Linked DNA regions of Zea mays: all the other regions are linked to region 1. A link is a contact called in public Hi-C data. All regions are on one chromosome and are shown on one strand. Each heading gives the region's core, a stretch centred on a gene start, on an enhancer-like site or on the middle of the called end of the contact. The rest is flanking DNA. Distances are from core to core; before and after follow the strand shown. Region 1 holds the start of LOC100282640 (protein BRE). Region 2 holds the start of LOC542762 (calcium dependent protein kinase 1). Region 3 holds the start of LOC103626457 (thaumatin-like protein 1b).

Region 1 (2,812 bases), core at 157-2,656:
CCTGTTCATGAGATAATTTCAAAAGATCATTTCTCAACCACAGTATTCAATAATAAAATTGAGGTAATTGGGAAAAGCAGTTGGTAATAAGTCATTCAGGCCACTCAATCTTCAGCACCTGCTTAAGACCCTGTCTATTTATCACCATACTGCAGCTGCACCATATAAAAGCTGCTTTTATCTAGACCATACATCTGCACGTATGGCATACCAATCTAATACCTCAATGTCACATTGTCACCAGATGGGCAACTGAGGAAGTGCGTTAAGCCATTACCTCCTTAGAGAGAACTGTGCTTAGTTCAAACGCTAGTCTCGCGTCATCCACCATGTGAACCCGCTCCTTTTGGTATTCAATGTACAATTCTCTGCAGCAGTCAAAATTAGAATTAAACAGTTATCAAAAGAAAGCTTAACGACAAAAGCAACATGGGTATCTCAGTGTGCTTTCATAACCAACAAGAACATCTCATGATATCAATATCTTCCAAACCACAAACCTGCCACACAAACTATAGTTAAAAAAGGGGTGGGCAGATCATGCATTCATTCAATCTTGGCTCTGGCGGAAAGCAAAGGCACCAACATTCATCCCTACTCAGTACTCCCTATTCATAAACACAGTTACACAGTCAACCACTTTCCCCATGTTTGCAATCCTCAGTCAGTACATAGCACTACTACCACCCCAACCAGATCACAACATAAGCATAGACAACTCGTGAAGCAAGAAGAACCTCACCGAAGCTCCTGTACGAGCGCATGGAGTCCCTCGGGGGCGCGGCAATCCCAACGCGCCAAGCAGCTCTTATCGCCATTTCCAGCAGCAGCGTAATCGACCAGCGGCTGGAACCTCTCATCCTCCGGACCGAACACCACGTCTGGTGCCACCTTGGGAGACAGCGCATTGTACACGAAATCCCCTGCGGCACCAGAATCTGAGCTACGATTTCGAACCCTAGTACCATTGGAGCGAGAGAGCGAGGGTGCGTTACAGTGGACGTAGTCGAGGCAGAAGGGGATGGCGAGCCTGAACCGATCGGCAGGGCGACCGTTGCGGCAGCCGGACCAGATCTGTACCACCTGCAAGCGAGCGAAGTGAGAAAGGGAGCGGCGAGCCGCGAGGCGAGGCAGAGCGGGTACCCTAATGGGCAGCTTGGAGTGCGAGAGGAGGTAGTTGAGCTGCGCGGCGATGAGGGGCGCGAGCGGGGGCGCCGAGGCGGAGGAGGCCGGGCCGGGGGCGTCGGCGGACGGAGACATCGCTGGCGATGAATTCCGGACGCCTCTCTCTCTCTTCTCGACTCACTAGCAAACTTTTTATTAATGATTTGTTCGCTTGATCAGTCTTGGGTTTAGAAATAGAGCCCGGATGATACTCCATTTGCCATTAAACCCACACTGGCCACGCCAAGAAGTTCACTCGAGTACCATGCCATCCAATCCAAGTATATCTCTCCATAGCAGTTCCCGTATCCATCTTTTCTTATCCGCGCTTTCTAATACTACATTCGTTCTCAATATTTGTTGCTCGTAGTTTATTTTTAAATTAAAACACGACAAATAAAAAAACAGAGAGTATATTTTATTAACTATCTATAAAAAATTATGCCATACAAAATCTCTCTACGTTCGGTCCACAAAACTATACGGGGTGACATTCGAGTGAGTCTGTGGTTGGTTTCAACCCTGGATAGTATAGATTGTCTACCTATATGGTCTATGAGCTGATTGATATTAACCAGACCGACTCAAACGATGGGTTGGTTGATAGATCTATCAACCTCCTAATTCGATTGATATCGACCGTGTTAGAGCTAGTACCGATCGATTTGTATCGTCGATACGTCGGATGGTCCGGTTGGTACCGATGGTCTGGTTGGTATCGATCATCTATTTTTAACGACATGACACATTTTGGTTGGTTCACACATATGCTACCTGATTTTTCAACCATTTGAAATACAAAAAACTAAAATCCAAAATTCAAAGAACAAAAAAAAAGAATTATATAATTTTTTGCTTCGAAAATCATGTAGTTTTGATTTATGTTATATAAATTATGTAGTTTTTATTATAAACTATATTGTTTTTTTATTTATTACTCCCTCCATTCCAAATTATGATTTGTTTGACTTTTTTGCCATGTTTGATTGGCTCGTCCTATTATTTTTTTGCGAAAAAATAAAAAATTTCAAAGCTTTTGCTAAACAAAATCACAACAAAAAATAACAAAAATTATGAATTTTTTTGAATAAGACGAGCCGGTCAAATTTAGGTAAAAAGTTAAACGAATTATAACTTGGAACATGGAATATGAATCATGTAGTTTTTATTTCTTTAATTTTGTACTATGATAAATTTTATTTTAATAAAACATAATGTTTTTAGTTAGTTTCTCCTCACATAAGAGTTCTTTATTTACTATACGTGTGAGGAGCTCAAATCATTAGTTTTTTTTTCTATTTTGAATTTATGATTTCTATGCTTTTTGTTTGTTCCAACGTGTCAAACATAACAATCTAGAAACTGAACCTCATGTCGTTTTTCTTTGACCCACTTTCTATTGTAGATTTTTGGTGCCCACGGTTCTCGGGCCAATTTTCAGGTTTTCGCCATTTTTCGTGAACCGTTCCAGGTGTTTTCGAGGGCCTATCGAGTACTGGACATTCATAAACACTATTAAGACCACTAGAATGTATTTAGACTGAGACGATATTTTTATAGCATTATTAAAAACTTTATAGCCATACCGGACATACGGTGATATGGCCGGTAAAACGTCAAGCTAGCACTTCCGTGTTGACACAAAGCA
Region 2 (2,812 bases), core at 233-2,732, 390 kb before region 1:
GGCATGCACAGCACGACAATGCGAGTAGCAAGCGGTATGAAAACATTCCATGGACAGACTACAGACACGTACCGGGAGCAGTGGTGAGCAGCAGCTACAGACTCGGCGTCGAAAAGCTGAGCTGAGCTGAGCAATTCCAAAGCTGCCGAGAACTGAAGAGGAAGAAGATGTGAAGTTGAGCGTTGTCGTTGATGTAGTCGGCTCGGAACAGTTCCAATCATGAGAAAAGTACAGTAAAGGTTTGTTGTTCTCGTTCTTGTTCTTCGTCAGTGGTAGACAGAAGACTAGCCGCGAACGTAGCGTCCTATGAGCAGAACGGTCAAACCCAGAGAGCGAATCGGTCCCGATTTCCGATCTAGGATGTACACGTTTGGTTGTAACCACACAACGAGATGACAACGATCCTTTAATTAAAGTTGTTTGATTTAGAGTCAATGTTTGAAACATGACTATCTCAGTGTTATCTCTAATTATCTCTCAAAATTAAAGGGACGAGAGGAGACACTAAGAGACGTCCCTGTCTCCAGTTATCTGTGACCAAACAGCCAAGAGCACCAGTGCAGATCATGGCCAAAAAAGGAAAAAAAATGGCATTTCAGCATGTACCAAAAAAAAAAGGATTGTTATTTTTCGCGAGTAATAAAAATAATTGCTTTTATGAACAGCAACAAGCCCGAAACAGAATCTCGCCCGTAAAACTAGGAAGGCGGTAATGGCCCAACCAAGAGCCAGATTAGGGCCTGTTCGGTTATACGGAATAAGCCAGGATTCATTCCAGCTCATCAAAATCTATATAAATTAGAGAAGTAATCCGGCTAGGAATTAATCCGGGGTTCCAATCCGGAACAACCGAACAGGACCTTAGCAAACTCCAACTGCTCTTCTCCTGCTGGCAAAAGCGCGAGCGGATTAAGGGCGCCGGCAACAGCGGAGGCGCCACCTGCCCCCGCCCCACCCGCCGCCGCCGTGTGTCTGGAGGAGGGAGCCGGGACCTCCCCGTCCCCCCGGCCGGCCAAACCGAACCACCCCCACCGGCCACCATCAGCGTGGCACGGCCAAAACCGCCGACCACTTCGCCTCGCCTCGCCTCGTGCATTTATTGCGATAATAACACCTCCAATCTGACGTCACCCCGCGCTGGTTCCCCACGCACGGATGCCGTGCCGTGTGGCGCCAGCCGGTGCCGGGCAGGTGGGGGTGAGTGGATGGCAGGTGGGCCTGCGCCGCGCGGGGACGCCCGGCCCGGTCAGAAAGGCGTTTTTCGGGTGGAAAAGGAGGGAGGGCGAGGCGGGCTTTCGCCGTATGTACTGTACGCGCAGAGAAGACTCTTTTGCGTACTGCCCCTCGGGGAGTGGGTGGATTCACGGTCGCCTCCCGAGGACTCGACCCCGCCCCAGCTAGCTGCCGCGCTGTAACCGAGGGAGGGGGAGGAGAGAGAAATAACGGACGCCACCTCTCGCTCCCTCCCTCCTCCTCCTGTCTCGCGCCCCCCTGGCCCCTGCTTCTTCTCCTTCCCCTTTCATTCCCAACGAGGCAACGACCCGCCCTGCCCCGCCTCGCGATCCCCACCCGCGGCGGCGCGGAGGGCCGGAACCCAAACCCTAACCCTAGCGGCCCGGGCGCCGCCTCCGGTCTCGCCCGCCCGCCGCGCCGGGCCGCGATGGGGCAGTGCTACGGGAAGGCGCGCGGCGCGTCCTCGCGGGCGGACCACGACGCCGACCCCTCGGGGGCGGGGTCGGTCGCGCCGCCATCCCCGCTGCCGGCCAACGGCGCGCCGCTGCCCGCCACGCCCAGGCGCCACAAGTCCGGATCCACCACGCCGGTGCACCACCACCAGGCGGCGACGCCCGGCGCCGCCGCCTGGCCTAGTCCGTACCCGGCCGGCGGCGCCAGCCCGCTCCCCGCGGGCGTGTCGCCGTCGCCGGCCCGGTCCACGCCCCGGAGGTTCTTCAAGCGGCCCTTCCCGCCGCCCTCGCCCGCCAAGCACATCAAGGCCACGCTCGCCAAGCGCCTCGGCGGGGGCAAGCCCAAGGAGGGCACCATACCGGAGGAGGGCGGCGCGGGGGCCGGGGCCGGGGCCGGCGCCGGCGCGGCCGTTGGTGCCGCCGATTCCGCCGAGGCCGACCGCCCGTTGGACAAAACGTTCGGCTTCGCCAAGAACTTTGGGGCCAAGTACGATCTCGGGAAGGAGGTCGGGAGGGGCCACTTTGGCCACACCTGCTCCGCCGTCGTCAAGAAGGGCGAGCACAAGGGCCATACTGTCGCTGTCAAGATCATCTCCAAAGCTAAGGTGAGAGGGGATCATGGCTCTAGGGAGAGGGGTATGCTCCTCATGTCAAATTCCACATATGGGAAATTTCAAATAGTAGCTCTTGCTGTCCAGGTAGGTAACCGGTATGGGTTCACGCCAATTCTGCGCCACTAACCGAAACTTAGGTGGTTAAATGGTCCGAATTTTGCGAACTGAAGGATACTTTATGGATTTCCCATTCCAATTTTGGAGTTTTGCTCTTAAGTTGTTTGGCATTGGTGACTTGTTGTAGGAAGTAAGATATGGAATTTCAGGATCTTGCATGGTACTTGACTAGTTGTATTTTAGCGATATGTTCTCTAGCGCGATATATTCTCATCTTTTTTTGTTGTGGTTCTACGGTTCTTGGTTTTCAGACAGTAGGTCTGTGCCATGAAAGCTTAAGTTTTTTACTGTTCCATTGTTCAGTCCCGTTAACATGTCTGCAGTTGCCCTGCTAGATAGTTAAACTGACAACTGAGCATAATAAATTATCACAGTTTCTTGGTTGTGATACTGGGT
Region 3 (2,812 bases), core at 202-2,701, 310 kb after region 1:
CGCCGTCGCCGCTGTGCGAGTCCGAGCGAGCGAGTGGGCGGCACATTAATTTGGCCCACCGCTTGCATTTCCTGTGGATAACATGATGGATTATTGCCAGTAACATGATCAGGAATAAGACTTCTCCTGTTCCTGGAGGGGCCGAGGAGGGAGTTGGCAAGCCGCAACCGCAATGATGGCAGCTGCCGGGTCCAATGGCGAAAGCAACAGGTGCCGAAGCAGGCAGTCATCAGGCACACTGGTGGAGATGAGTCAGCAGAGTGAGAGAATCTCCGTCTCCATCTCCATCCTCCCGCGGATAAGATCAGTTCAGAGGTGGACGCGTAAGCACCACCACAGCCCACAGGCCCCTCGTCGCCACCGCCCTATAAATCCCACGGCGCACATCGGAGTCCGGCACCGTAGCCCCCGAAGACACACTCCAAGAAACCAAGAACACCGGCCACACGCACGCGCACGCACGGCAGGCGAGGCCGAGGACGAACAGACGATAAAGGAAGCAATGGCTCCGTCGCTCGCGTCGACGGCGGGGCTCCCGAGCTGCGGGGCGCGGCGCGGCGGCCGGTGCGTGGCCCGCCGCGCGTCCGCGGTTGCGACTCCGGCGACGGCGACGGCGAGGACGCACTACGAGGTGCTCGGGGTCGGGGCCGGCGCGAGCCGGTGCGAGATCAAGGCGGCGTACCGGCGCCTGGCGAGGGAGGTGCACCCGGACTGCGGCGGCCGCGGCGACGAGGGGTTCATCCGCCTGCACGCCGCGTACGCCACGCTCGCGGACCCCGACGAGCGCGCGCGCTACGACCGCGCCGCGGCGGTCCGGAGCCGGATCAGGGCGGCGCCGTCGGGGTCCGGGGCGGGGTTCCGGCCGCGAAGGTGGGAGACGGACCAGTGCTGGTAGCACCGTAGCAGCAGCCACGTAGACGTAGCTGCGCCGGCGGTGGAGTGGAGTCGCCGGAGCGCGCTCGGTGGTCTGGTCCGTTCCCAGGGCCAGTTGCGACCATGGGGCCCATATTGAAGACAGCCCACATGAAAAACGGACCGCGATCCTGGCAGCCCACATGAGTTGGGATCGTGGACTTTATGGGCTGCAGGCTTCGTAGGCCTTTCGCGCCAGACCTGGCGCTGGATATTGTTGTAGGCCATCTTGTCTTGGGATCATAGAGCTGCACGAAGAGACATTTTTAACATCTCTTTTGCACTGCTGCTACTCCTTCCACTCTAAATTGTAAAATATTTTTATCTTTTTATTAACATATTATGTTTACTAGTATATGTTTATATATCGTGTATATAATTAAAACATTGTATCTAGCGTCTTATAATTTACAATGAAGAGTATAAATATATGTGATTATATTGATATTTATACATATATCTATGTTGTTGTTTCGACGAATTCATAAAATAACTCGCTTGTTAGGACTTGTTTAGCAATAATGTTTCTCAAAATCATAGTTTTACAATATTATACTTTACAATTGTTATGATAATACCGTAGTATTGGCAGTTCCAAAAAATACCATGGTTTTAAGAAATATTGTTTGAATATAACATTGTAAACTATGGTTAAACAAAAGCTAGTCATGCTTTAAAACTTTAGGTTGGACTAGAGTTTTTAATACTCCAAAAATACGATGGTATCTATAATACCATGGTTTTGAAAACATAGCTTTCAGGATTGCAACAAAACACTACGATATTGCTAAAAACTATGGTATTGTCTAGAAACTGTAAAAATACTTCACTTCTAAACAGTGCATATGTGTGTGGAGGGTGTCTTGGACATATAAGACACGTTTCCAGTGACCAAACAAGCAGTGATGAGTGAACGTGCTGACGATGACAAGTTGACAAGGATCTTTGAGAAGCTAAGCAAACTCAATTTCAACGAAACATGGCTAGGGTAATTAATACTTATGATATAGAAGAAATATGAGTAAATTAATTTTGTGATGTTTTTTTAAGACTTATTTTCCTGTAAATTTTTAGGTAAGGTTGGCATGGATGGCATGGCCGGTCTAAAACCGAAATGCGTGGACCTGCATTGGATTTGTATAATACTAACATGCTGCTCCCTGCTGATGGGGATCAGATGCTCTGCTCTAGTTAATATCTCAGTTACCTCATCCATGCATGCCATGACTCGTCAACGAGCTAAAATTCTGTACCTGTCTTCTTCTTCATCCCCTCGTCCTCCATGGGAGCACCTCTCCTTCTCCTCCCTCTTCTCTGCTGCTGCTGCTTCGCATTACTCCTCCAAGTCCAAGGTAACCACTGAACTTGTCAGAGTCAAGCCATCCAGCATGCTTAAAAAAAAACACTTCCATTTGAACTTGTTCCTTGCGTTACATTACATGGAGTTGTTTTCTTCCCGGAACCAATGGCCAAAATTTTCTCTTGCGCTTATGTTCACGCGTCTGAGCTCCTGTTGCTTGACGAAGCTCGGAGTATACAAACCGCGATGTGTTACTGATAACCGAGAGCATTGCGATCACCAGGAGCAGACGCCGCGACATTGACTATCACCAACAGCTGCGGCTACACGGTGTGGCCGGGCCTCCTCTCCAACGCCGGCGCGCCGGCGCCGTCGACCACGGGCTTCGCGCTGGCCCCGGGGCGGTCGGCCGCGGTGACCGTAGCGGCGGCGTGGTCGGGCCGCGTCTGGGCGCGCACGCTCTGCGCCACGTCGCCTGCCGCCTCGGGCGCCACCTTCGCGTGCGCCACCGCCGACTGCGGCTCGGGCGCCGTCGAGTGCGCCGGCCGCGGGGCCACGCCGCCGGCCACGCTGGCCGAGCTCACGCTAGCCGGCGCCGGC

The links. Hi-C and Micro-C count contacts between places; a contact is called where the count stands out from the background.
Region 2: a Hi-C map of bundle sheath shows a contact between it and region 1, with 4 times the contacts expected there. The contact joins the promoter of LOC542762 here to the promoter of LOC100282640 in region 1. A contact is called at or near these places in 3 of 25 Hi-C or Micro-C datasets (bundle sheath, ear and leaf).
Region 3: a contact with region 1 is called in a Hi-C map of ear, with 5 times the contacts expected there. The contact joins the promoter of LOC103626457 here to the promoter of LOC100282640 in region 1. A contact is called at or near these places in 8 of 25 Hi-C or Micro-C datasets (bundle sheath, ear, endosperm and 3 more).

What each region holds. Positions count from the first base shown.
Region 1 is chr5:63,062,769-63,065,580 of Zm-B73-REFERENCE-NAM-5.0, forward strand. It overlaps LOC100282640 (protein BRE), which reads right to left and starts at 1,407. Exons shown (of 13, transcript NM_001155548.3): 1 at 1,144-1,407; 2 at 996-1,083; 3 at 743-923; 4 at 278-368; 5 at 1. The coding sequence starts at 1,260.
Region 2 is chr5:62,669,786-62,672,597 of Zm-B73-REFERENCE-NAM-5.0, forward strand. It overlaps LOC542762 (calcium dependent protein kinase 1), which reads left to right and starts at 1,483. Exons shown (of 11, transcript NM_001374293.1): 1 at 1,483-2,290. The coding sequence starts at 1,661.
Region 3 is chr5:63,375,583-63,378,394 of Zm-B73-REFERENCE-NAM-5.0, forward strand. LOC103626457 (thaumatin-like protein 1b) reads left to right here and starts at 1,452. Exons shown (of 3, transcript XM_008646866.3): 1 at 1,452-2,264; 2 at 2,496-2,812. The coding sequence starts at 2,195. LOC100281085 (chaperone protein dnaJ 11) reads left to right here and starts at 410. Exons shown (of 1, transcript NM_001154004.2): 1 at 410-1,319. The coding sequence starts at 503. The coding sequence ends at 895.